4 separate regions of the Mus musculus genome follow, and regions 1, 2 and 3 are each linked to region 4. The links are chromatin contacts, called in public Hi-C and HiChIP or PLAC-seq maps. All regions are on one chromosome and are shown on one strand. Each heading gives the region's core, a stretch centred on a gene start, on an enhancer-like site or on the middle of the called end of the contact. The rest is flanking DNA. Distances are from core to core; before and after follow the strand shown.

Region 1 (6,072 bases), core at 1,316-3,815, 490 kb after region 4:
AGGATCACTGAAAGAGACGCGGCACTTTGCAAATACCACTAACCTATGGCCCTCTGACTGGTTCCCAGGGGTGAAGGCAAACTGTGGGAACCCCAGGGAAGGCTCTTTGGAGATCAGGCTTCCCATGAGCTCACGAGGACAGTACCAGTACCCAAGAGAATCAGACTGAAGTGAAAGCAAAGCAAACAAGGCCAGCCCACAGCAAGAACCTAAGTGCCTCCTCCAGCTCTGGCTTGGCAGAACCAGCCCAGCGTCAGCAGTGCAGTCTCTCCCCACGGGAAGGGCTTCTGCACCAATTCACAATTAAAGTCTTTTTTTTTTCTTCAGGGCTGGGATCACACCCAGACTCACATGTATTCTAGGCAAACCTCTACCATGGTGTCACACCCATAGTCCTAACTCCCTTCCTTCCTTTCTTTCTTTCTTTAAATTTATTAGATATTTTCTTTATTTACATTTCAAAGTTCCCTATACTCTCCCCCCGCCCTGCTCCCCTACCCACCCACTCCCACTTCTTGGCCCTGGCATTCCCCTGTACTGGGGCATATAAAGTTTGCAAGACCAAGGGGCCTCTCTTCCCAATGATGGCCGACTAGGCCATCTTCTGCTACATATGCAGCTAGAGACATGAGCTCTGGGGGTACTAGTTAGTTCATATTGTTGTTCCACCTATAGGGTTGCAGACCCTTTCAGCTCCTTGGGTACTTTCTCTAGCTCCTCCATCGGGGGTCCTGTGTTCCATCCTATAGCTGACTAATGATCATCCACAAAACCCCTTTTCCATCAATGCTCAGAACAGCACTATTCTTAATAGCCAAGAGGTGGAAACAACTCACATTGTCTACTGACTGGGAGACATTAAACAGAATGTAACATGTCCACAGGTCGGAGCATTAGTTTCCATCAGAGAATAAGGCACTGACATGACACAAGACTTAGAGAACATCATGAGAAGTGGGAGGAGCCAGCAGAGGGACCACAAATTCTGTGGATGCATTTACAGGAAGTGTCCAGGATAAGCAAATCTGCAGAGACATGGTAGATTAGTGGCTGCCTGTCAGCTAGGGGTGGGGACAATGGACTGAGAAGTGATGGTTAGAAAATTCTTTATCTAGTGATTTAAGGATTTTTAACTTGTACTACAGTAATTACTATAGTAATAGCTGCTCAGTACTCTGACTGCATCTCTAAAAATAGTAATACTGAACTGTGGGCTTTAAATGGGTGATTTGTACAGTATACAAAATATATCTCAATAGAGTTGCTTTGTAAGTAAAAATAAACTGTGTTTTCCAAGGAAAGAATCCCTTCCCAGAGCTCATGCTGCCCTCCCCTTCGGGGCCATCCCTGTACCTAGGGACGCTAGAGGGTGTAGAGCTTCGGGGCCAGCAGGCTGGTGCAGTAGGAACTGTCAGCAGACATTCACGGGAGGGAAAGCTGGGGGTACAGAACAGTACCTACAGGACATGGAGCCTCTGTGCTGGTCATACTCAGACCAGACTGCACTAAGTCCACAGATTTGATTCCCCTGAAAACACTGTAAACTTCTTGCCATTGTCTTATTTAAACTCAACAGCTTATTGAAACCTTGAATGGTAACAAATTAAGCTAGAGAAGAAAATCACATCTGTAATTCCAGTACTCACAGGATTGGGAGTTCAAGGACAGCCTTAGCTACACAAAGTTCAAGACCAGTATGAACTATGTGAGACCCTGTCCTCGCCACAAAATTTAAAATGAGAATGACAAATCAAAACGTCCACTTTGGACTTTGTCCTGGGGGCATGCTCTGAGCAGTCACTTGACCCTAAGGAGGAAGTCCCTGGCAGCTGGATGCTGCAATCAAGTCCTGGTCACCTGACTCCCAGGACCCCCAGCTCCCACACTGCAGTATAGAAGCCTCAGCTCTACTCCTCGAGCCTTGCTAGCAAGCAGAAGTGGTCGAACTTGCTGTCTGAATTCCAGAGGTGCATCAGGAAAAGCTGACAGGGCTGCCTTAGCAGTGTTAACAAGTGCAGGCAGGAGCAGCCAGCCAAGGCCAGTCACAGTGGCTTCTAGGATGATATGCCAAAGACAACACATACAAAAACAAACACAAAACAGAAGAAAAAACAAAACAAAACCAAAAAACCAAAAACTTCACATGAACAATCAAATCCTTGGTTTGAAAACTCCATCTCAAGACAGATCTTTATTCACCACCGAAAAGCAAAGTTAAATAAAACTGAAGGAAAACCAATCTTGCCAGGGGAGGTGGCACATGCCTGGAACTCCAGTATCTGTGAGGCTAGGGCACAGGCTGCCAAGTAGCACTACAGAGCCAGACCCATCTCAAAGAGGAGAAATTAAAAATAATCACATCTGTCAACTGGACACTACCTGCTTCTGCCGTTGCCATAAAACCCTGAAGAAAGGGAGACTAGTCCCATAAAGTCCTACAGAACCCACAACTCCCTATTCAAATAAGTTACAAGTGGGCAGAAGGACAACTATCTTAACTCAAACACAACAGTACTGGGGAAGAAAGCAAGCTCTTTCTTGGGGATGGGAGAGCAGAGCCACCAAGACCAGGGAGAAACACTGCCACCAAGTGGTGACAGGCTCTCCAGTCACCCGAGGTTGCCTGGTCTTGATGTGGCAGCAATCCCAGTTTTGGAGAACTCACATGAGTCTGGCCTGTGAGAGGACAGCCTGGGTACTTAAGAATCTCCCCAGAAGACCAGGGATAAAGTCCATATGGTTGAGTACTTGCCCCGCAGGCATGCAGCCCTTAGTCCAACCTCCGCACTAAACAACACACAACACAAAAGCCAGAAAGACAAGCTACCAGCACCAAAAACCACCACCACCAAAAATCAGGCACGGGGGCACACCTGTGGCACCCCGGCACTCAGAAGTGGAGGGAGATTCGAGAGTTCAAGGGCAGCATCAGCTATACAGTGAGCTCAGGGGCAGCCTGGCTGACCCAGTCTCAACAATGAAGTCCCCGTGCCCAGTGAAAGACAAGCACTCCTGATCAAGAGAAAATGCAGAGATGGAGACGGCGTTTGCATTATTTCACTTATGTTAGCCATTAAAATCTCCCCGAGGTAAATCAATTTTTGAAAACAAATCAGCCACTAAGTGCTTCCCACCTTTTGCACAGTAACACAGAAGTCACACCGAAGATCCCTTACGCGCTTTAGTCTGGCCTTAAACGTTTACTTCTTGGTTCATGTGCTATCTAACCTAAAGTTCTTCAGGGTTTAGGCCGACCCAGCTGTACTCATAAGCCAAAACAAAACAAAACAAAACTCTCAGCCTTGGCTTTACTGGACTATATACTCACATAAAGGGCTTCAAGTCAATAAATCACTCTTATTTATGCCAAAAAGAGTTTCCTTCCCCTTTTCAAAACATGTCAAAATCTGAAGGCATCTATTGTTGGTAAAATGCACACTGTGATATGAAATACTTAAATGAAAAGAACTAAATGAAGGCTAAAACTGTTCCCTGGCACAAACAGAACAAAAAGATTCTCTCTGTTCCAAGTGGAGAGCTGCCTAAAAATTATTTCATAATGACAAAGAGTTCTCCTTCATATGGTACGCTGAGAAAAGAAACTAAAGGGCACGCAGCACAGACTAGCTAGTTAAGAGCTGGTTTCCAGCATCCTCTGCTGTCCTGACAATGAGGAGAGAGCCCTCGACAAGGAAAGCAGACTTGTGTAGACAGTGCATCTCTGGAACACAGCACTGGGCAAAGCCTGCCTGCAGAGGATGCCAGTAGACCGCTGCTTTCCCAGGTCCATGTTTACCCGCTTACTCGGTATCACTGTTCTCCAGTGCACCCTGCTTTCTTACACACGCATCCTTCTCATAAAAGGTCACTGGCAGCTCAGTGGTGAGCACTGGCCCAGCAGGCCCTGTCTTCGTTCCTGCCACCACAAAGAAAACAAGAAATTCATTGAGAACCGAGATTATTGGAGGCTCTTGGACCTTGGAGAGCCCTGAGTGTAGACTGCAGAGGCCCAGAGACTAGCTAGGCCTGGAAGACTCATATCATACCCACTGTGGCTGCTTTACTCTATGCCCTAACTACTCAAAATGGGCTATTCACAGCAGTATCAGTGGGAAAGAAAGCCTTTCAGAGACAGAGCTTGGGATGCAACTGGTCCCACCTCAACAATCCACCTTTCAACAAGATCACCAAAGGACCCCAATCTCATGAAAGCTAGTGAAATCCACAGACAAAACCACTTAAGAGACAAGTGTGTGCATAACTTTGCCCAGGGACAAGTGTACTGCCACCCACTTGTCTGTGGTAGGGACAACAGTGAGGCTCTGAAGACCAGAGACTTAATTCGAAGGTGGAGCATCGCTGTCCTCTACTCAGAGAAAGCAGTGTGTCTGCGTGCCCTCCGCCTAGCCCTCGGATGAGCACACTCCGCCTGCCACAGCTTCACTCTGATTTACTAGCACCTCTGCCATACCACCCGGGACAGAGTGAATCTTTACCAAGTATGGTCCTTCCAAGTGCTCAGTGCTGAGAGCCCTCACCCAGAGAGCCAGTGGCTTCCCTGGGTTTCAGAGACAACAATGGTAAGCAGCCACTACTGTGTGGGAGTACCAGTAAGCCCTGGGCTTCATATTTCAGCCACCAAGCAGCTTTTAGCATCTCCCTTCACAGTCTCTGTTTGCTTCGCTGTGGAAACACTTGTCTCGTCACAGCTGGATAGAACTTGGTTTCCTATTTATACAACTTTGCTTCCACGTGGTGAGTGCGGCATTTCATTTAACCATCTGAGATGTACCAACCCTTTGTAGGCTCAGGAGCAGTGCTAGCCCTCTCAGACTTTGCTAATTTAAACTTGTCAGTCTCACAAAACTTCAACTAGTCACTGCTGAACTCAGAAGGGGAGGGGGCCCGCCGGAGCACAGCTCAGTGGTAGAGTAGCTGCCTGACACGCGCAAGGACCTGGGTTCTATCCATAGCACGGGTGGGAGGCAGACACATTGAAGATGTTTCCTTAGCTTTATTAGACAGTGCATTTGTAAGTACAGTGTAACCCCTCCTTAGATAGGTTTCTTCAACACTATCTCACTGTTCACCCTCTAGTTCCCCTTGGTTTTATGAATTTTGTCCTTAGAAACTAATCCTCCCCACAGGATTTGGCTCAGACATAAAAATCAGAACCCCTAGTTCACAGACCACACCGCTGCTCTTGCAGTAGTATCACTACTGAACAGCAAACACATGCTTTTAAAACGACTGCAGGCTTGTGTTAGGAGCAAGGAAGGCTGAGAGCTGTCTCTGCCTTGTTCTCTTACTTAAGGAAGCAGTAAGGCTTCCTCTCAGGGTAGCTCATAGTTGGCCTCCTGGAGTGTGGAGCATAAACACAGAATGGACAATCATGGAGCGGCTGAGCTTGTACAAGGAACCACCGGAGTTGTTTACTACCCACACTTCATGACTTTCTTTCTTATATTATGAATTTTAAATACTTAGCAGGAGTGATGGGACACACCTGTAATCCCAGCTCTTGGGAAGCAGTGGCAGGTGTATCTCTCTAAGTTCAAAGCCAGCCTAGTCTATATAGAGTCACAGGCCAGCCAGGACCGCATGCCCCACCCCCTGCCCCAACACACACAGAAAATGTTTCTAATTAGCTTTCTGCTCCCTTATGTAGGTGTGGCAAAAGTCATAAGCCTAAGTTACTCTGAGAATTTTAGAGAGCTCAATCCAGGTTGAAGTTCTCTCCAGGGAGAAGTAGAGTCTGAATAAGGGCTCCAGAGCCTCCCTTGTCCCTGTCTGAGACGGGAGCAGGGTCCTCAGTGACCTTTTGTCCTTCCCTAATTTCATCTCAGAGACTGCCTGTGACACTCCAGCCAAGTGGTCCTCTCTCTACCTCCCTCCCAGTAACAGGGTGTCCGAGACCTCTGCGGTGTTCACAAGGGGTGGCCTTACCTTCATATCTGCTCGGGGAGTCACAAGCCTTCTGTGGAGTGGCCACTCGAAGGAATATCTGCTGTCTCCACGAGTGCCGCCGGGTCTTCACGGGGGTCCCATCTGTGTCACCCAGGTGGTTTGCTT
Region 2 (6,493 bases), core at 679-3,178, 420 kb after region 4:
ACGTGTATCCTTTAGAAACAGCGGTCAAGACAAGGGGAGAGTAAGCAGGGATTGGGTCAAGCAAGAGTCCATGGTCGTCTAGGAGAGGGTAAGCATTTTGTTGTTGCTGTTGTTGGGTGTTTTGTTTCTTTTGGTTTTTCTTTTACCTCTTCTCTAGCTGTCACAGCCAGCAGGAAGCTCTTCAAGGGGATGGATGGACTGGATCCAGAAATAAAAATGGTGGACAGAGAGATGCTTGGGCCACCAGCTGATGGCAGGTGAGCAGCTTTGCAATGCAGCCTCAGGGTGCTAGAAAGGTGTACTGGCTAATTGGTACCAGGAGTGGGGTATTCCTGTGACAACCTGACCATGTTTTGGGGAGGACTGTGGAAGGACTTTGGAACTTTGGGCCAGAAGATCCATTTGGTGTTAAGAGCTCTGTGGGATGTTATGTAGGAGCTTGGAAGATAGTGTTGAGAACAGTGCAGAAGATGGAGACCTGGCTTGTGAAATTTCAGAGGGAAGATTAAAGACTCTTTTCAGGGCCATTGCTATTTTGATTGTGAAGATTCTGTGGTTCTGGTTAGCTGGGGCTGAAGAATCAGCTGAGATTAACAAGATACCAGAACTACTAAAGCAAAACCTTTGGATTACTGGGACTATTGATGCTGGTTAGCTGGAGCTAAGAAATTAGTGGTGATTAAGAAGAGACCAGCATCATTGAGGTGACATCTTCTGGGAAGTGTTTTCTGAGAGCACCGAGGCTGTGTTCTAGAGATAGCCAAGGTGGTACCTTGTGCTGCAGTGAGACTTGATAATATGTAAGAGTCAACCAGGTGGTATTGGTTTTAAAGGCATGAAGGGGTCACGCAGAGCAGCTGAGGCTCGGCACTGTGAGAGGCCATGGAAGGCCATTGGTGAAGGTGCAGCCTCAGTTGAAGTTGATGGCCCAGAACTGAAGGGGTCATGTATTGTTTTGGAGATGCCAGTACTATGAGATGACCACCAAGAACAGCAGCAGCAGTGAAGTACAGGCAGCTGGAGCCTAGAAGACAAGATGTGTGCTACAAAGGGCATGGCTGGAGAAGTGACCCAAGCCCTTGGAGGAGCCCAGAAGATCGTGAGTTGGATCCCAGATATTGGACAGTTGGAGTTTAATTATTGCTTTTGATTGTGACTGTGCCCTGATATTTTTCCCTCTTGAAGGAAGACAATATTTTAGTAGATCCCACAGTTAAGAGACTTTTAATTGTAAAAAGACTTTGGATTTTAAATGATATTGGATATTTTGAAAGGATTGAACTTTTAATATGCAAAGACTGTGGGACTTTTAAAGTTATTTAAGATCTTGGGGATGAATAAGAACTAAGGGTTGAGGCTTACTAGTAATGTGTTTGTGTGTCAAGTTGACAAGGGGTCAATTGTTACTGGCTAATTTTGTGTCAATTTGACACAGGCTGGAGTTATCACAGAGAAAGGAGCTTCAGTTGAGGAAATGCCTCCATGAGATCCAGCTGCAAGGCAGTTTCTCAATTAGTGATCAAGGGGGAAGGGCCCCTTGTGGGTGGTGCCATCCCTGGGCTGGTAGTCTTGGTTCTATAAGAAAGCAGGCTGAGCAAGCCAGGGGAAGCAAGCCAGTAAAGAACATCCCTCCATGGCCTCTGCATCAGCTCCTGTTTTCTGACCTGCTTGAGTTCCAGTCCTGACTTCCTTGGTGATGAACAACATTGTGGAAATGTAAGCTGAATAAACCCTTTCCTCACCAACTGCTTCTTGGTCATGATGTTTGTGCAAGAATAGAAACCCTGACTAATACAAAAGGCTTCTTGGGTTTCTGGGGTATCTGCAGCATTTGTGGGCTCAGCGGACCTTTGCAGTTGACAGTTCCCAAATATGTCACGTGAACAATAGTTTCTAGTGAGCTGAGCCTCTTTTGATCTGATCTGCCCAGTCAGTGGTGCAGCACTTCCTGCCTGGGAGGTGTCTGCGGGGGCAGCTGCCTACGCCCCACTGAGTCACAGGAGGAATGTGCTAGAACCTTCTAGAAAAACCTGGGAAGGGCAAAAAGGCTAAAAGGTAATTTTGTTGATGCCTACCTCTCCTGACGCCAGGGAGGGAAGCCATGGTTTCAAACTTTCCTGTTCTTGCCAGGATGGCCTAGGGTTGGCCTGTATTTCCTAGGCTTTCATTACTCTCTCAGGGGCCCACAGAACAGTCACCAGAGAAGAGCTGGAATCTGGGTGTAACCAAGCTGGCAGGAGGGAACATATTCTGAAGAGGGATGTTTATGCCCCTCCCTTTGGCTATCAGATTATTGAAACAATGGTCCCCAAGGAAATGGAATTTCCCTGAATCTCATGACGGGAGAAGGAACAGGCTGTGGAGCCTGGCACCAGTTAGGGGGGGAACTTGTTTCCCAGGAAGAGACTTCACACAGTTTTCGTGTGTCAGACTACGTACTTCTTGTCCAATGTCTAAACCTAAACCTCATGAATTGACCTTGAAGATGGGTCACGGTCGGGGTCATCACTGAATGTTGACATGCCTTCATCTTCCTAGTGAATTAGCCTTTTCCACTCTCACTTGTCTCTTTAGTTGGTCCGTTGAGGATGGTGGCTGAGCCTGGCTTGTTAGGGCTGCCAGGGCCCGGGCTCTGACCCGAACTCAGGTAATAGGGGGAGTGAGAGAAATGACTATCCCTGGTTGGACATACTTCCACAGGCCTGTAATCCTGGCATTCTAGAGGCTGAGGCTGGAGGATTGTTAAGAGTTTGAGGCAAGCCTGAGCTGTATGACAAGACCAGTCTGAACTGAAATGACCTCTCATGGCTGACCTCGACAAAGTAAGTGCATTCCTGCCCTCACAGAGCTGGCCATCCTGGGACCAGAGCCACTGAGCAGGGCTAGGCCTCCCTTGTTTTGACTCTTACGGGGGGAAATGGCCAATGGGTACCTTGTTCCTGAAGACAGTTTCCCAGGGAGATTGTTACATCTCCCTCCCTTGAAAAATAATTCGCTTTCTCCCTTATCACTATAAAATCTTAAAATTAAAATGTCGAGGAGATGGGGTTTTTCTGATACTCCCCTTGGTTACAGAAACACTTTAAGTTTAACCAGTGATGCTGAAACTCTGTTTGTGGACTGATGCTGCAGCCTGTCTTGAATCATTCAGGACCCACTGGGCTGCAGGGCAATGGACTCCAGATGGCAGAACCCATATGCAAGCAATGCACAGCCATCGAGTTAAGGAGCTGATCTCAGGCCTGCCACCGGCCGTGGGGTCGTTTGTTTCGGCCTGTGCTTTCTGTCAGGCCCCTTCAGTGAGTGCATTTGGCAAGGGGTGGCCCTAAGCATAAGGACTCAATGCAGGGGTTCACATCAGTGTGGCTCTACTGGAGGCCAGGCTGGGGCTGAAGCAAACTGTCTTTGGCTCCCACACGGCGCCTGACCGCATTTTGACTGTGGGATGACTTTAGCGTTCACTTTGCAAGGGCGTTTCCCTTTGGCTCCCTATGAAGTCATAGAAATTCTAGCTATTTCTGCAGTGCGTGATTGCCTGGTTATTTATAAGAACCATCCATCGGGACCAAGTGTCTCTTGTGTCTGGAGCCGCTTGCGATATCGTAGTTATAAAATGTTTATTTTCTTAGATCAGCTACAGCTGACAAGGCACTCTGTAGCCATTAAAGTTCTTCTAACTCAAGATAGTTTAGATAAGAACATGACTTTTCTGCTGGGGGTTATAACATTAAGAGAGTGTAACTGTCACACAGACCCTTTGGGACCTGGGGTCCCCTGGTGAGGAAGATTGCTGCCAGCATCTTCTGTTCCCTCTAGCTCCCACCCGGGGCTGGGAAAAAGTCTGAGGAGGCAGAGATGAGGTCACTGCAGAGGCAGAGGGACAGCGCCTATTTACAAACACCCTGGCATAAGAAGCTCCACAAGAATATTTCAGCTTACTGAGGACTTGTCCAGGTTTAGGATTTAAAATGTGCAAGGCCGAATCCATTCGAAGGGTAAGATGGTGGTGCTCACTTGTTGAGTGACTATGGGAGAGTCTTTCCTACATGGGGGCTCCAGAATCTTAGGTTGAGGAGGACAGGCCTTCATCTCATTAATCTTGCTTTCTCCAGGCAGGGACACACACAGAGGCCAGCAAGCATGGAATCTGCTGTGGGAGAGCAGCGGTGGTCAGGGGTAGGAGGACAGATGGAGAACAGGCTTCCCTGGTAGGGTGGTGGAGAGTTATACTAGCCAGGGGTTAGACGCAGTGATTATCTTTTGGGTGATAGGATGTGGGTAGACAGAGCGGGGGAAGGCTTTTCTTCGCTTTTGTACATTTCTGTTACATTTGGGACTTTATTTTGCACGTGCCATCCCTGTCCCCGAGAAGTGGCTTCAGAAAGACCACATATAGAAAAGGTAGAAACTAGGTTTCCCTAGTGTAGACCTTCTCAGCCTCACACATCTCATGCCAACAACCTTTTAAACTCCAGAGGAGCCAAACTCGGGCAATGATGGGCTAGAGTACTTTCCTGGGCAGCCATGATGGAGTCAGTGCTGCATCCCTGAAGCTCCCTAGGCCAGACAGTAGCCGAGGGAGCTCAGGCTGGCCATGGCTGTGGCAAAGCCTGCTCCCAAGTTTCCAACACTTGGCTAGGGAATCTGCCCTCTGATATGACAGCTCTTTGGGACAAAGCAATTCACTCTTAGGCAAAGTCTTGTACACTGTCCTGGAGTCTGTGTTCCTGTTGCACTGGCTTGTGTATAAACATCACCCAGTCACCAGACAATGGGGGAGTATCTGTGTTCTACACCCCAGCACCCCACTTCCTACCAGGGTCTCAAGGTGCATGCATGCCCTATGCGTGCTGTGGACCAGGGAGACTTGCTTGCGTTTGTGTAGCATCTCTCCTAACTTCCTTGCCTTCTCCCATTCCCTTCACATGCTGAAGCAGAATTTTCTTATATCTCCCACAATGCCCTTTTGGGGGAACGAGGGTAGAAATGGGTATGCAAGAGGGCTAATATTTAACTCCCCAGTGGTCATTCATTTCTATATCTTTACTGTTTATCTCAAAGATTCTCAGGCACACAGAGCTCCAGTGATCAACAAACAAGGAAGTGAACTGACACTACCCATCAGCACTGCTGCCCCAGTAACTTCGCTCACATCTTTCCTTGTGGTTATCCACCTGGGTGGCTCAGAACAATCGCTGGCACATGGCAACCCATATGTTTTCCCTGCTACTGTATTTTGACACTCTATCTCTGCTTACTTCTTGCCAGTGAACTTTCTCTGGAATTGCTCAGATTTACAATAAATAGATCTGCAATGTGGGACACAGAGATAAGTGAATGGCACAGCTTGCAAAATATGGGCTTTCCAATGGTTAAACGACTTGTTTTTCCAGAGAATCTGGGTTCAGTTCTTGGCATCCACATCAGGACTCTCACAACTGTCTGTAATCCCTGTTCCAGGGGCTCTGACACATTTTCCTGGCCTCCCAAGGCACCAGCACGCATGGAGTGCACAAACAAACAAGCAGGCATTGGCACGTACACATAAATAAAAGTAATAATAAAAGAATCAGCAAGTGTGCGTGCGTGCGTGCATGTGTGTGTGCACGTGTGTGGTCATAGTGAATTCTGGCATGTTCATACCACTGAGCGTATATAGAGGTCAGAGGCCACTCTTGAGTGTTGGTCCTTGCTTTCTACATTGTTTGAGACAAGGGCTTTTTATTGTTTTTGTACTATAGACCAGGCCACCCAATTCTCTGTCTCTACCTCCCATCTCTGTTTAGGAGCACTGGGATTACAGATACTACCATTCAACTTGCTATGGGGTCCTGGGGATTTGAAATAAGGTCCTTAAGCTTGCACACTGCTTTTACCCACAGAACCATCTCCTCAGCCCAAGAATAGGAACTCTCAGCACCGCTGCCATCGCTAACCCACATGCCTCTAGTGCTGTTCTTGTCGAGGGGCCTTCTCCCCTCCATACAGTGGTTTCAGAATCTTTAGTGCACATCAGTATTTTCCCTGGAAGACTTGTTAATGATCTAACTTGGCTCTCCAGAGTCCTGAGTTATTAGTCTGGAGTAGAGCCAGTAGATGCATTTCTAGTTTCTTTAAAACTGACAACAGTAGCTTTGGTCCAAGTCTACACTTAGTACCACTGCCTACCTTTAAATTGAAAACCTAATGTATCAAGTACATCTTGCTCAAATTAGGTCACTTGTAGCGCTTGTCAACACCAGTCTCAAGGTCCTATCATCCATTACATGCTGTCTGAGGCATAGTCCCAAGGGCTGCATCTAGGTCACTGACATAGATATGAACCCAACTGGTTAAGAACTGATAAATTAATCCTTAATAAAGTCCAGATCACATTATTAAACCCTGAGCCCTTTCGCTCATCTTAATGTATTATCAACTAAGGCACTGGTTTCTGATCTTAGCTAAGCTTTAAAATCACTGTGCCCTCTCACAGGGAGTCTGGCTTATCAGC
Region 3 (6,413 bases), core at 2,021-4,520, 390 kb after region 4:
ACTGTTCTAGACCCAGCACTGACTGGTGCTTACCTGGGATGGTACCCAAAACCTGCCAAACTTCTGTCCGTCTTGCTATCATCATTTCCGGTGTATGAGCAAGGCTTTAGTGGCCCTGAAAGATTGAGGGATCTCCCCAGGAGTACAGAGCTACATCATGAAAAGCCAGGACCAAAGTCCCTTCAGGACACTTAGCGGTTCCATTCTCCTGCCCCAAGAAGAGATGTCCAAAGGAGATTGCACAACCCACACTGAAAGTTGGTTCCAGGCACTGCCCTCAGAAAAGTCCCTCACCGAGCATTTGAGCTTCTCTCACTTCAGTCACAGTCCATTTCCTCTTCCCAGCCGGCCGGCATGCTAGAGAATTAGGTGTGGCAACTTCCAAGAAGGGAGGGAGGTACCCACCCCCACCCCCACCCCCCTCAGGACATCCTACAGCTCTGAATGGGAGCATTCCTTCACAGTAGTTGTGCTGGAACCAAAACCCTTCCTGTGAAGGTCACCTGCCCCCATCAGGAAGTCCCCCACCCCCTGCATCCTTGTCAAAAGCTCCTCCCCCCCCCACACCCCCTCCATCTTGGAGAGCAAAGGTTCATTAGCTTGCTAAGAAATCACATCTCTGCCTCTGGTGCAACAAGCCTAGGGTCTTGCAGCAGACAAATGGTATTTTTGGTTCCTTGGTAAGTCTACAAACCCAGGGTTCCATCTCCTGGCATTAAATAGCTTCCTTCCTAATTGGAGCATGCTCAAAAGTCAGACCCACCATAGGGCTTGTTAAAATTCTGATGGCAGTACTCCACCCACAGGTAGGACCCTGGGGCCTGTATCTCTAACAAGTTCCCAAGAGATGTTGATGCTGCTGGCCCTGGACCACACTCCGCATCTCCAGGGATTACTTTGTGGTGCAGCATTAGCCCCAGCAATGCCATTTTCACAAAGCACCATTTAAAACATGATTCCAGGATAACATATTATGTAAGACCCCAGAAGCACAAATCAGCATGTGAGGTCAAGAGGTAGAGGAGAGTGAAGAGCGTGAAGCCAGGTAAGCCCTAGCCAAACACTGAGAAGAGAGCTCTGGACGTCCTGTGCCTCCCATAAGGAGCGCACATCAAGGGATCGTGGAAAAAGTCTTGTTTATAGTCAGGCTTTCTTTCTCATTCCTGAGGCGACCACAGCTGACCTGGGCAAAACAGGCCTGCCCTGCCCAGACCTGCCCAAGGTGTTCCCTCATTCCTTGGAGGTGAAGATGGTACGGGCGGGGGGGCGGGGGGGAGTTGTGGGAAGGGGTATGGGGGACATGGTCTGGGGATACTGTCTGTCTCAGCCTGCCAGCCCAAGTGGACTCTGAAATTCCAATCTGAGTAGCTGAGAAGACAGAAAATGTTCTGACCCTTTCTGCAATCACAATTTCTTAGAAACATCAACATCAGAAGGTAAAACCTGAGTAGATTAACCACTCAACTTCTTCCCAAATTCTTTTGCCCGTTCCATTCCTTCTGAATGGAAATTTCTTTCTTGTGGCTATTCCTAGTCTCCCTTCCACAGTCAGCTATGGCTCCTGTCTGGGCGGTGGTCTCAGGCACTTCTCCCTCTTTGGCTTCCACACTTGCAGCATCCTTAAACCTTCAGCCAATCAGCATCTCCTTTGCAGGCTCCTTTGCCTCCTCCCTTTGTTCTTTCTGAATGATCATTTTCTTTTCTGTGACATCGACAACAAGAACTGAAGAAACAGAAGGAAAGGTAGCTGTAAGCAGAGGGAGGCTGGAAAGGGATTTTCTCTCAGAGAGAGAAGAAAGAAAGAGTGTAGAGATGCCTAGCAGCCCCCTGGAGGTTTTGAGGAAAGAGAACCCAGGCAGGTTCTGGAAGCAACAGAAAGAAACAGGGTGGAGATTGTAGCAGGGGTGGCTCTGTGGTGTGGTTACAGAGTGTGAAAAATGCAGTAAAGGGGATACAGCAATTCTGAAACCTCCCCTGGTGCCAGGGACCCTTATGCTTTAACTGCATCACCACTGTGGGACTAGGTGGCCTGGGCTCAGCCTTCATTGGCTCACCTCCGCACGATCCTTCCATCTTTGACCTTGCCCTTTCCAGTGTCTGGCACAGTGCCTAGGCTGTGGTAGTTGCTCAGAAAGGGCTCCCTTCTTTCCTCTCTCCAGCTCCGGGGCATCCTTCATGTTGACATGGGGACAGAATTGGAGTTGAGGCTGATAGGACAATAGGAGATGAGGAGGGAGGGTAAATAATGCATAGCACTGAACCCTCCCCCCCCCCCCACACCCTGGACCAAATACCAGCCTCACAATGCTGATCTTGGCAGGGGGCCCACCATCTACCAGACCCCCCCACCCCCGCAGGCCTCTGGGGTATGGCTAATTAAAGACACGCTTACTCATTTCATTCCCAAGTCACTATTTAAGGAAATAGAACCATGCCATTCCTCTAAGGCCTCTGACCTTAGATACTAGAGGCAAACAATGCCGGGGCTTGTCCAAGTGGCCATAAATGCAGAGCTGTTCAAAGAGCAATTGAGGGCCAGAAAGGGAGGACAGCACAGGCCACACAGCTGGGCCAGCTGCTGGATGGTCCCCTCCTTCCATTCTCCCCACTCTCTCCTCTTCCCCATCCCCTGCAGAAGCTAGTGGCAACCCTCCCACCCTGACACCCCCTCCCTACCACCTCCTCACAGTTAGCTCCTGGTTTTCTGAGCTCATTCAGACTCCTAGCTGACTCAGAGAAGCCTTAGTGATCTCCATGGATTTCAAGCAGGAGCAACTTGCAGCCTCTGGGATTTTTCAGGGTTTTTTGAGACTAAAGAAAAACATGGCTTTTGTATCTGTGTGTCGTGTATGTGCACATGTATGTTCATGTGTACATGTCTATCTATGCATGTAGGCAGAAGTCAGATAAGGACACCTGGGATCTTGTCCCATTACTCTCCTTTTTATTCCTCCTAGACAGGGTCTCTGAACCTGTGTCTGGACTGATGTATTGAGGATTGGTTCTAATGCTTTGATTTAATCAGGAATCTGTGTGTCCAAATGCTGAAGGACCTTGTCCCCAATTGGTTTTTGATTGATCAATAAAGATGCTAGCAGTCAATGGTTGGGCAAAAGGAGATGGACCGGGACACTTAGATTTGCGAGGGCTTGGGATAGAGAAGTGGAGACAGAGGATTGCCTGAGATGGCTTGAGATGAGTTGAGAGATGGCTCAGATTTAGAGCTGTGGCAGAGAGAGCCTCTGAGCAGTGTAAGAATTCTGGTAAGTGGCCACTGCCCACTTCCCTATTGGGCCTGGGGTAGCAGGCAAAGGCTTAGCACTGCCTAACCTTTGAGCTAATCACAGCATTTCAAAAACAAGCTAGTGTGTGTGTATCTTTCATTCGCCAATGAAAGAGTCCCTTGGTGGGTGACTGGAAGTGTGTGACCGGCCGGGAGCACAAAGTGGAATGGTATGTCTCTGCTTCTCCACCAGCCCCCTTCTCAGCATTGGGGTTAGAGGTGCACATAGAGCCATGCCTGGCTTTTTATGTGCATCATGGGATCCAATTCTGGTCTTTTAACGCTCTTGCTTATGGAGTCATGTGTTCAGTCCCCAAACACAAACTTTAATCAACACACTCTTGGCTGGGATCTGCCTATGTCAGATGTGGTATTGAGAAGGGAAGGGCAGAGAATGCAAAGCTTTCGATAGACTGTAGTGATCACTCAATAAAGGGCCTCCAGAGACTGCTCTCTGCTTCCTGCAGATGGAGCCTCTTGAGAACTTCCTCTGACAGCCATGAGCTCTGCAACTCCCTCCCTGCTGTGATGAGCTGAAACCTCTGAACCCGAGAACCAACATAAACTCTCCTCCACCATCTCTCTCCTCCACCATCTCTCTCCTCCACCATCTCTCTCCTCTACCATTTCTGTTGGAGATAGTGGTCAGAGTGATATTCAAGTAACAAACACAGAAAACAGATAGCAGAGAAGTAGGGTGACTTCTATGAACACCCCAAAGTCATCCTGCTTAGACTTTGGCAGATGATTTGTGGAAGGAATTTGGAAGTTTGGGGCAGTGGACTGGAGAAGCCCTGACATGCTGTGAATGTAATGGATGATTCTGGTCCAAATGTAGAAGACCCAGAATGCTGACAGAAACACGGATGGCAAAGGACAGGCTCAGAGGCTCCAGACAAGGACAGGGATTGTATAGGGAATTAGATCTCAAGTCATTTCTATTATATCTCCAGAAGGAATTTGTCTGTATTCTTTAAGGTCTTTAAATTTTGAAGTGAAGCTGGGTTTTTCTGTTGTTTTGTTTCCAAGGCAGGGTTTGTCTGTGTAGCCCCCACTGTTCTGGAACTCACTTTGCAGGTCAGGTTGGCCTCGAACTCAGAGATCTGCCTGCCTCTGCCTCCTGAGTGCTGGGACTAAAGGTGTGCACCACCAATCCAGCTTTGAAGCTGGTTTTTAAAAGAGTGAGCCAATTTATTTGGTTGAAAAAATTCCAAGTCTTCACAGCATTCAGGCTGGTACAGGGCCATTTTTGGCTGCTTTTAGTCAGGAAACTCCGAGCAGGAAAATTTGGGAAAACATGCAGTTTGAGAGAGAAAAACAAAAAACACAAAACACAAACTTACCTAAAGTTGGAGGTAAAACCAGTATAGACAAAGCAGCTAATCTGTTAAACAGATTAGCATCCTTCAAGAAGCTGCTTGCAGCACTAGGAAATGGGAGTGGAAGTGAGACCCCGCCCTGCTCTACGGTGTGAAAGTACAGACTCATTGAAAGAATTTCCTTTGTAAGAGAGAATGAAAAACATGCCTTCCTAAACAGGGTCTTCCAGAACTGATACACATGTACACACAGAGACTGTAACAATACAAACAAGACCTGCATAGTTACAAATCAGACAAGAGCCCAGGATGGAGAAAGGGAAGTGGAGGAGTCCACTCCTGACCAATCCTAACCATCAAACTAGTTGCAAACAAAACTCCTGGGAACGGGAAAATCCGTGTTCTTCAATGGAGAGATGCACAGATGTATCAACCTCACTCCAGGGTAGACTCCATGCCCAGGAGTAGTCGACTAACACAAAGTAGACTCTGTGCTTGATTGTATGTGAGTTGCATTATTTTATTTGGTATTTTTTTCTTACTGGTTTTCCTTTCTTTTCCTGTCTTTTCTTTTCTTTTTTGGTTTGTTTGTCTGTTTTGATTTTCTCTTTCATTTTTCTTTTTCTTATGAGAGAAAAGACGTGAAGCTGTGTAGAGTAGGGAGATGGGGAGGAGATGGGAGAAGTTGGGGGAAAGGAAAATGTATGATCGAAATGTATGGATAAAAACAATTTTAAAGAAAGTTTTAAAGCCCTCCTAGAAAAGCACTGACTAGAAGTATTTTCTTTGGTACAACAAAGTGGGCTCTCAGAAGCTGCGTATGCCTAGGGGCTATGTGTGTCTGACACTGTACAAGTGTGTGTGCACTCAGGGCTGCGTGTGCCTGATGCTGCCTGAGAAACTACAGGATTTAATGGTCATCATGCCAGGTTTCAGTCTTGCTTTGATCCTATCTTTTTTTGCTGCCCTCTTGTTTCTTTTAGAATGGCAGCATTCAGCCTATGTCCTCTTATACGCCATTTCAGTTTTGATTGAATGGCTCACAGCCCGGAGTTTTCTCTTGGGCCTCAGAAGAGACACTGGACTCTGGAACAACGTTGAGACTATTAAGACTACAGGAATTCTTAAAATTAGACACGATGCAGCTCTAGTCACGAGATGCCCACGAGCCTTTGGGTCCAGTGGTAGAATATTGCGGCTTGACTCTGAAGTGCCCCCACAGGCTCAGGCTTTGAGAGCTCATTCCCCATGTGGTGGTTCTATCCTGGGAGGCTGTGGAATGGGAAGTGGAGCTTTGCTAGCGGAAGGAGGTCATTTAAGTCAGACCTCAGAAGATAGCCCAGCCTCTAGCCCTGGCCCACTGTGACGTGAAGGGTCTTCCATCACATGCTCCGGCTGCGGTGGGCTCTCACATGTCTGCCCCACTCTGAAACCAGGAGTCGAAATAAACTTTCCTTCTTAGGCTGTTTCTGTCAGATCCTTTGGTTGAATACGAAAGCAGCCGATACAGAGAGGAAATCAGATACTAGTGCATCCGAGAGCACGATGCCATCCCAGGTAGGACAATCCATTGGCGCAGTACGTTTCATGGGCTGGGGTTCCAGACTGAGTATTAGAAAAAGCAACTTGAGCATGCGCATTAGCTCTTCTCTGCTTCCCGACTTGAGGTACCTAGCTAGCTGCCTTACTTTTCTCCCACCACACCTCCCCACCGTGATGGTCCACACCTTCAAACTGAGAGCGGAAATAAACCCTTCCTTCCCTAAACTGTAGATGTTCTTACAGTAACGAGATGAGCAATGAACAGGCCA
Region 4 (6,001 bases), core at 1,349-3,848:
GTTATGAATCATAATGTAAGCATCTGATATGCAGGATATCCAATATGTGGCTCCTGTGAAAGGGTTGGTCCTAAAATGGTCGTGACCCACACGTGGAGAACTGCTGCTTTAGACTGTCCATGCCCTGGAGCAGGCCAATTTTATTACTAAGTTCATTGCTTTGCTCTATTCTGAGATGTTAGAGGTTGGTTAATTTTATTATGGGCTCATCCCTATCCTTTGCCAATTTATCCAGAGGTGCTAGGAGCAACCAGCCAGCATCATCATTTTTCTTATTTCCAAAACTGTCAAAAGTTTCTTATATAATCACTAAACCCATTATCTCTCACAGTTGGTGTATCAGTATCTGTGTTAGTGAATTGAAAAGCCTATACAAGATACTTCCAAAGGTGCTTATACTTCTGTTGCTCCAGAACCAATTCTAGTATCAACTTTTGTATTAGTCAGTGTTCTCTCAAGTAACAGAATTTATAGAACGAATCACTACATATATATCTATATATTTATATATCCATATCTATCTATCTATCTATCTATCTATCTATCTATCTATCTATCTATCTATCTGGGATTTATTGGAATGACTTACAGGCTGTGGTTCAGCTAATCCAACAATGGCTGGTTGGGAACAGGAAGTTCAAGAATCTAGTAGTTAAAATAAATAAATACAGTCATTATGTCAAACCATTAAATCAGGGACTGTCTTACATGGATGCATTTATACATATAGCATCTTTTTTTTTTTTTGAGGGGCACACATACATTTTTCTCCCTCTGTGATTCAGCTAACAGAATGTGGAACGTGCTTGATATATTGACATAGTGTAGCTGTCTTCCTTTTTTTCTCTTTGTTCCCAAAGGCCTCCCCAAGTCTTTGCATCTAAAGCAAATGACATTACACAAGTTTCAGGATGGTTGGAAGGATGTTGGTCAGCCTTTTAACTCCTGGGTCTCCTAGCGTGGCCCATTCACAAGTGCTTTGGAAGTTTTACTCTGTTGTCTATAGGAAAACTCAGCCTGTGGTTGTCCTTAGGAATGGTGCAGAGGTCTTTGGGGAAGGAAGATTTGCTGGAAAAAAAATATGGAGGCTATGCCGGTGCCTGGCAAACACAGAAGTGGATGCTCACAGTCAGCTATTGGATGGAACACAGGGCTGCCAATGGAAGAGCTAGAGAAAGTACCCAAGGAGCTAAAGAAGTCTGTAACCCTATAGGAGGAACAACAATATGATCTAACCAGTACCCACGGAGCTCGTGTCTCTGGCTGCATATGTAGCAGAAGATGGCCTAGTCTGCCATCATTGGAAAGAGAGGCCCCTTGGTCTTGCAAACTTTATATGCCTCAGTACAGGGGAACAGCAGGGCCAAGAAGTGGGAGTGGGAGAGGGAGGGCAGTGGGGGGAGGGTATGGGGGACTTTTGGGATAGCATTTGAAATGTAAATGACGAAAATACCTAATAAAAAAAGTTTAAAAAAAGGGGGGGGGGCTTCCAGCTACATTGTATCAGGCTGAGGTTTCTGGTCCCATGCATCAGAAACATTTTTTTTTTTTTTGGTTTTTTCGAGACAGGGTTTCTCTGTGTAGCTCTGGCTGTCCTGGCACTCACTCTGTAGACCAGGCTGGCTTCGAATTCAGAAATCCGCCTGCCTCTGCCTCCCAAGTGCTGGGATTAAACCGCCCCGTTGCATCAGAAATTTAAGCAGCAGACTGGGACAGCCAGGGCTCAGGCACTGGGGGCCGGAAGGATGTTGATCTCTACTCAGAGAGTTTATAATGCATCTGCATTCGCCTTAGCAGAGAGCAGAGCTGTCACTTTCTCTACTATACCTTCCCTACTTGTGACTGAGGTTGCCACTTAGAAATCTTCAGAGCCTTGTGAAAGAGTGATGTCAAGTCTGGTGAATCCAGTAATTTAAAAGAAGACCCTTGTGGGGCTGGAGAGATGGCTCAGTGGTTAAGTGCTCTTCCAAAGGTCTTGTGTTCAACTCCCAGCAACCACGTGGTGGCTCACAACCATCTGTAACAGGATCAGATGTCCTCTTCTGCTGTGCCTCAAGACAGAAACAGTGTACTCATACATAAAATAAGTAAGTTAATTAAAAAAAAGAGAAAGAAAGAAAATGATTGGAAGGCTTGTTGTCTCAGCGGCTGGCCGGAGGATGGCTTCTTTTTTCTTTACATTTCAATACTCTGAAGTAGTTTTTCTTTAATAAACACACTTTTCAGGAGCAAGGAAAAGTGTTTTTAAAAATAGCTAGAAAGAAGTGGGTAAGTTGTGTCTAATGAAAGGCAAAATTTAGCTTTTTGGAAGCACCCTCAGACTCACGCACCTGGAAAGGGGGCAAGAAGGAAGGGGTGAGGTAGCCCTTGAAGAAGGGGTGAGAAGTCTGGAAGAAATTTTGAAGTTTTTGGTGGCCGCTTGAGTGGCTGGGCCTGCTCAGCTTCTCGAAACCAGAATTCTTCCTCAAAATATATCTGTTCGAAAGCATCGCCAAGCAGAAAAGGCTGGAAACCAGAGGCGCCGGCAACTTAGAATGAACAGAGCCCAGGTTCCCATTTTTACAGGCATGTACTTCCTGGGGCCCGGGGTCCACTCTTCCGGTCTACCGTGCTTTGCCCGGATCCATCTAGTCAAGAAGAGTCAGTGACTATGAGAGAGCTGACCTACAGCTCCCCCAACACCAGAACACCAGCTGATCTCCTCCGCTGGAAGCCCTCTCCTGCAGCTTCTTCCTTTTAAGTTTGTTTGTGTGTTATTGTTCTGAAGGGTTTCTGGGTAACTATAAGCAACAGATCTTGTTAGTTCCTCTTCAGACTCCCCACTACTCCCCACCCTTATTTCTCACCTCCCAGCATCCTGTTTGTCTCCCTGACTCAGTTCCCCTGCCCCGCCCACAGCCCCTCCCTCCCCAGCTGCCAGTCCCCTGAGCCGTGTTTTTCTTCCCTCAGTTAATATGCTTTAACTTTTCCCCATTTGATTATGTGTACTTGGACCAAGCGCACCATGCATGCATCTCTTCAGTTTTTAATTCACTGAACCATGTGTCTTTCTCTCATGAAAACATTAAAAGCACGGTTAGAGCTGATGTTTGTCGTCCCCCCTCCCCCTTTCTTTTGAGACAATGTATTTATACAACATGGAGATGAGGAGGAATAAGGAAAATCAGAAAACGAGGGCGGTTATGGTTGAGATATCCAGTCTCTCTGAAAGGCTGCAGTGAAGGCTCGGTGTCTGGCTGGTCAGGCCAGTGACTGAGAGGGTGAGTGATGGATCGTGGATGCCCTGACCTACTCAATGGATGTTCTTATCCAGGGGCCACTTCACAATTAGATGGCGTTTTTTGGAGACAATGGGCACTTTCAGAGGTGGAGCCTAGTTGGAAGCAGTAGGTCATTGAAGGCATGTCAGCGGGGCTTTTCCTTGTTGCGCTCCATCCTCTGCTGTCTAAGAGTTACTTGAGGCTCTGCTCTGTCACACTGTCACCCGTCTCTGTCATTCCTTCACTCAGCCTTGACCCAAATCCAAAGCAAACAGTGGGACAGGTGTCTGGATTGAAACCTATAAAGCTGTGTGGGGCAGAGTAAGTCTGCCCTTACATATTTTTTTCTTAGGAACTTGATGCAATTATAAGAAACTGACTAACTGGGCTGTAGAGATGTCTCAGCAGTTAAGAGCACTGACAGCTCTTCCAAAGGTCCTGAGTTCAATTCCCAGCAACCACATGGTGGCTCAGAATCATCTGTAACGGGATCCGATGTCCCCTCTGGTGTATCTGAAGACAGCTACAGAGTACTCATCTATCTATATCTGTATCTGTATATCTGTATATATGTATATATATGTATATATGTATATATATGTATATATATTATATGTGGATGCCATGGTGGCTATGTGGAGGTCAGAGGACAACTTTACAACTCTTTGGAGTTGGTTTTCTCCTTCCACTGTGTAGGTCCAAAGAATCAAACTGAGTTCATCAGGGTTAGCAGCACGTGCCTGTCTTTACTGAGCCTGCTCGTTAGACAGCCCAGTCTATTAGATATTAAAGAATGTTTTAATAGGGTATATGGCACACACTTACAATCTCATCACTAGGAGGCTAATGCCATGAGTTCTGTTTAGCCCAGCCAGTAAGTCAAAGGCAATCCCATGCTACACTGTGAGATCTTGTTTCAAAAAAACACTGAAAAATCTAACCAAACCAGACAAACAAAACAGCTACCAGCATTCTACCCAGCTAGTAATCTTATATAAACGGTGTCAGTTAGCTTTCTGCACTGTCATGAAATGTCTGATATGATCATAATGAGAAAATGTTTATTTCTGCTCAGTTTTGAAGGTCTCAGCCTGCTATTAATTGGGTCCTCCCTTTCAGGCCCCTGTAAGGTGGCACACAAGGATTGCTTACGCAGGATTAGAAAGCCAAAATAGCAGAGAAGTGCTGAGTATCCCATAGTCCTTAAAGGAATACTCCAGGAACTGGAAAACCTCCTACTAGTCTCTGCCTTTTAAAGGTGCCACCACCTCCTAATACTATCATGTAAGGACTAAGCCTTTGACGCATGGGTCTCTAGGGGAAATTCAAGATCCAAAAACCATAACATGAACTGTGTGGACCTTGGCTTAATTAGTTTTTACATTGCTGTGGCAAATGGGTCTATTAGCTATACAGAGCCTAACTCTTCAAAGTTTTTAGGTTTAGAAGAAATAGCATGGTGATTTAATGACAATAGCACCCAAAGGCTCATAGGGAGTGGTACTATTAGGATGGGTGGCCTTGTTGGAAAACTTGTGGTCTGGTTGAAGAGGTGTGCCACTGGGGGCTTGGCTTTGAGGGTTCAAGTCAGGTCCAGTGTTTCTGTCTCTGTCTCTGTCTCTGTCTCTGTCTCTGCCTCTTTCTCTCTCTCTCTCTCTCTCTCTCTCTCTCTCTCTCTCTCTCTCTCTCTCTCTCCCTCCCTCCCTCCCTCCCTCCCTCCCCGCCCTCCCTCCCTTCCTTCTTCCCTCCTTCCCTTCTGCCTGCTGACCCAAAGGTAAAACGTATCTCCTTCTGGAGAGCACCACCATAAAGTGAAGGCTTTCCCCCGATTTGTTAAATATCTGTGTTTGTTTGTATGCACAAATTTTCCAACACAATTCGTGCCCCTACACTTGGTGCTGAGAAAACTGCCCAGGCAGAAAGGAACAAAACGACCCTTGTTGGCGACTGTCACCATTTCCCAGGGCAGCAACTCTTGGCACCATGTCTGCTACTCTCCCCCCACCCCCACCCCACTTGTCTCTGGGCATTCTCTCTGCTGTGGTGTTGGAAAACATCTTTCCGAGGTTCACTCTTTGGGACTTTCCCATTACTGAGTTGTAGCCCTTTCTAGTAGGTAGTGTGATAAGGACATAATTAGCCACACTTCTTATATTTTTGGTTGTGAGCCTAGCTTTTAATGGCTGAGCTATCTCTTTATCCCAAAGCACACTTGATAAGACACCTCTTTTCTTCTGGATGTGGAAGAAAAGTACGTTGAGATGCTTTTTAAAAGTCCGGAGGCAGAGGCAGGCAGATCTCTGAGTTTGAGGCCAGCCTGCTGGACAGAGCAAGTTTCAGCGCAGCCATGAAAAAACCAAAACCAGTCCTGGTTGGTTTAATTAAGTTAATTTAGTCCAACCGACCTGACAAAGCTGCACTGTGAAACTGGGCCAGGTCTATGCCTGTAACTTGGGCCAGCGAAGGCTGTGTCTGACACCCTTTGTGTCACGCTTGGTGACAATGGCTGCTGATGCTTTTATTGCAATCCCAGAAAGTACTCTTTCTATTCCACTGTCTTTAGAAATTAGGGAGGGAAAGCAAAATTTATTTAGCTTATTTTAAAGAAAACTTTCCTGTGATCTTGGTTTTCAAAGTGTTATCAGATGTTCTTTTACTATCTAAAATTGAAGGCATGCCCCCCAAAATATTTTACAACTTCTTTTAGACATTAAGTTATAGCACACCCCCCAACTTGAATT

The links. Hi-C and Micro-C count contacts between places; a contact is called where the count stands out from the background. HiChIP or PLAC-seq counts read pairs in DNA pulled down with a chosen protein or histone mark.
Region 1: a contact with region 4 is called in an H3K4me3 HiChIP or PLAC-seq map of bone marrow-derived macrophages, with 9 times the contacts expected there. The contact joins two enhancer-like sites. A contact is called at or near these places in 1 of 15 datasets of contacts at CTCF or cohesin (the NIH/3T3 cell line), 1 of 484 Hi-C or Micro-C datasets (bone marrow-derived macrophages), 1 of 115 datasets of contacts at active chromatin or transcription factors (bone marrow-derived macrophages) and 1 of 9 other capture datasets (adipose tissue).
Region 2: a contact with region 4 is called in a Hi-C map of bone marrow-derived macrophages, with 18 read pairs. The contact joins two enhancer-like sites. A contact is called at or near these places in 1 of 484 Hi-C or Micro-C datasets (bone marrow-derived macrophages), 5 of 115 datasets of contacts at active chromatin or transcription factors (bone marrow-derived macrophages, embryonic basal ganglia, embryonic stem cells and 2 more) and 1 of 9 other capture datasets (bone marrow-derived macrophages).
Region 3: an H3K27ac HiChIP or PLAC-seq map of microglia shows a contact between it and region 4, with 5 times the contacts expected there. The contact joins two enhancer-like sites. A contact is called at or near these places in 1 of 15 datasets of contacts at CTCF or cohesin (the NIH/3T3 cell line), 1 of 484 Hi-C or Micro-C datasets (bone marrow-derived macrophages), 7 of 115 datasets of contacts at active chromatin or transcription factors (bone marrow-derived macrophages, embryonic stem cells, microglia and 3 more) and 2 of 9 other capture datasets (bone marrow-derived macrophages and embryonic stem cells).

The regions. Positions count from the first base shown.
Region 1 is chr5:64,285,959-64,292,030 of GRCm38.p6, reverse strand. It overlaps Tbc1d1 (TBC1 domain family, member 1), which reads right to left. Exons shown (of 22, transcript NM_001310611.1): 14 at 5,947-6,072. Among named protein-coding and RNA genes, the nearest start is that of Gm38634, 32 kb to the right of the region's middle. Within about 2 kb of position 2,565, at least 88 of the 459 cell types and tissues checked have an H3K27ac peak or open chromatin away from gene starts, as enhancers often do. A contact at or near this core is called in adipose tissue and bone marrow-derived macrophages, where this site is marked.
Region 2 is chr5:64,356,131-64,362,623 of GRCm38.p6, reverse strand. No RefSeq gene overlaps it. Among named protein-coding and RNA genes, the nearest start is that of Gm43837, 19 kb to the left of the region's middle. Within about 2 kb of position 1,928, at least 146 of the 459 cell types and tissues checked have an H3K27ac peak or open chromatin away from gene starts, as enhancers often do. A contact at or near this core is called in bone marrow-derived macrophages, where this site is marked.
Region 3 is chr5:64,385,523-64,391,935 of GRCm38.p6, reverse strand. Gm43837 (a long non-coding RNA gene) reads right to left here. Exons shown (of 3, transcript XR_003955925.1): 3 at 2,061-2,207. Among named protein-coding and RNA genes, the nearest start is that of Gm43837, 11 kb to the right of the region's middle. Within about 2 kb of position 3,270, at least 112 of the 459 cell types and tissues checked have an H3K27ac peak or open chromatin away from gene starts, as enhancers often do. A contact at or near this core is called in microglia, where this site is marked.
Region 4 is chr5:64,777,733-64,783,733 of GRCm38.p6, reverse strand. No RefSeq gene overlaps it. Among named protein-coding and RNA genes, the nearest start is that of Klf3, 23 kb to the left of the region's middle. Within about 2 kb of position 2,598, at least 87 of the 459 cell types and tissues checked have an H3K27ac peak or open chromatin away from gene starts, as enhancers often do. A contact at or near this core is called in adipose tissue, bone marrow-derived macrophages and microglia, where this site is marked.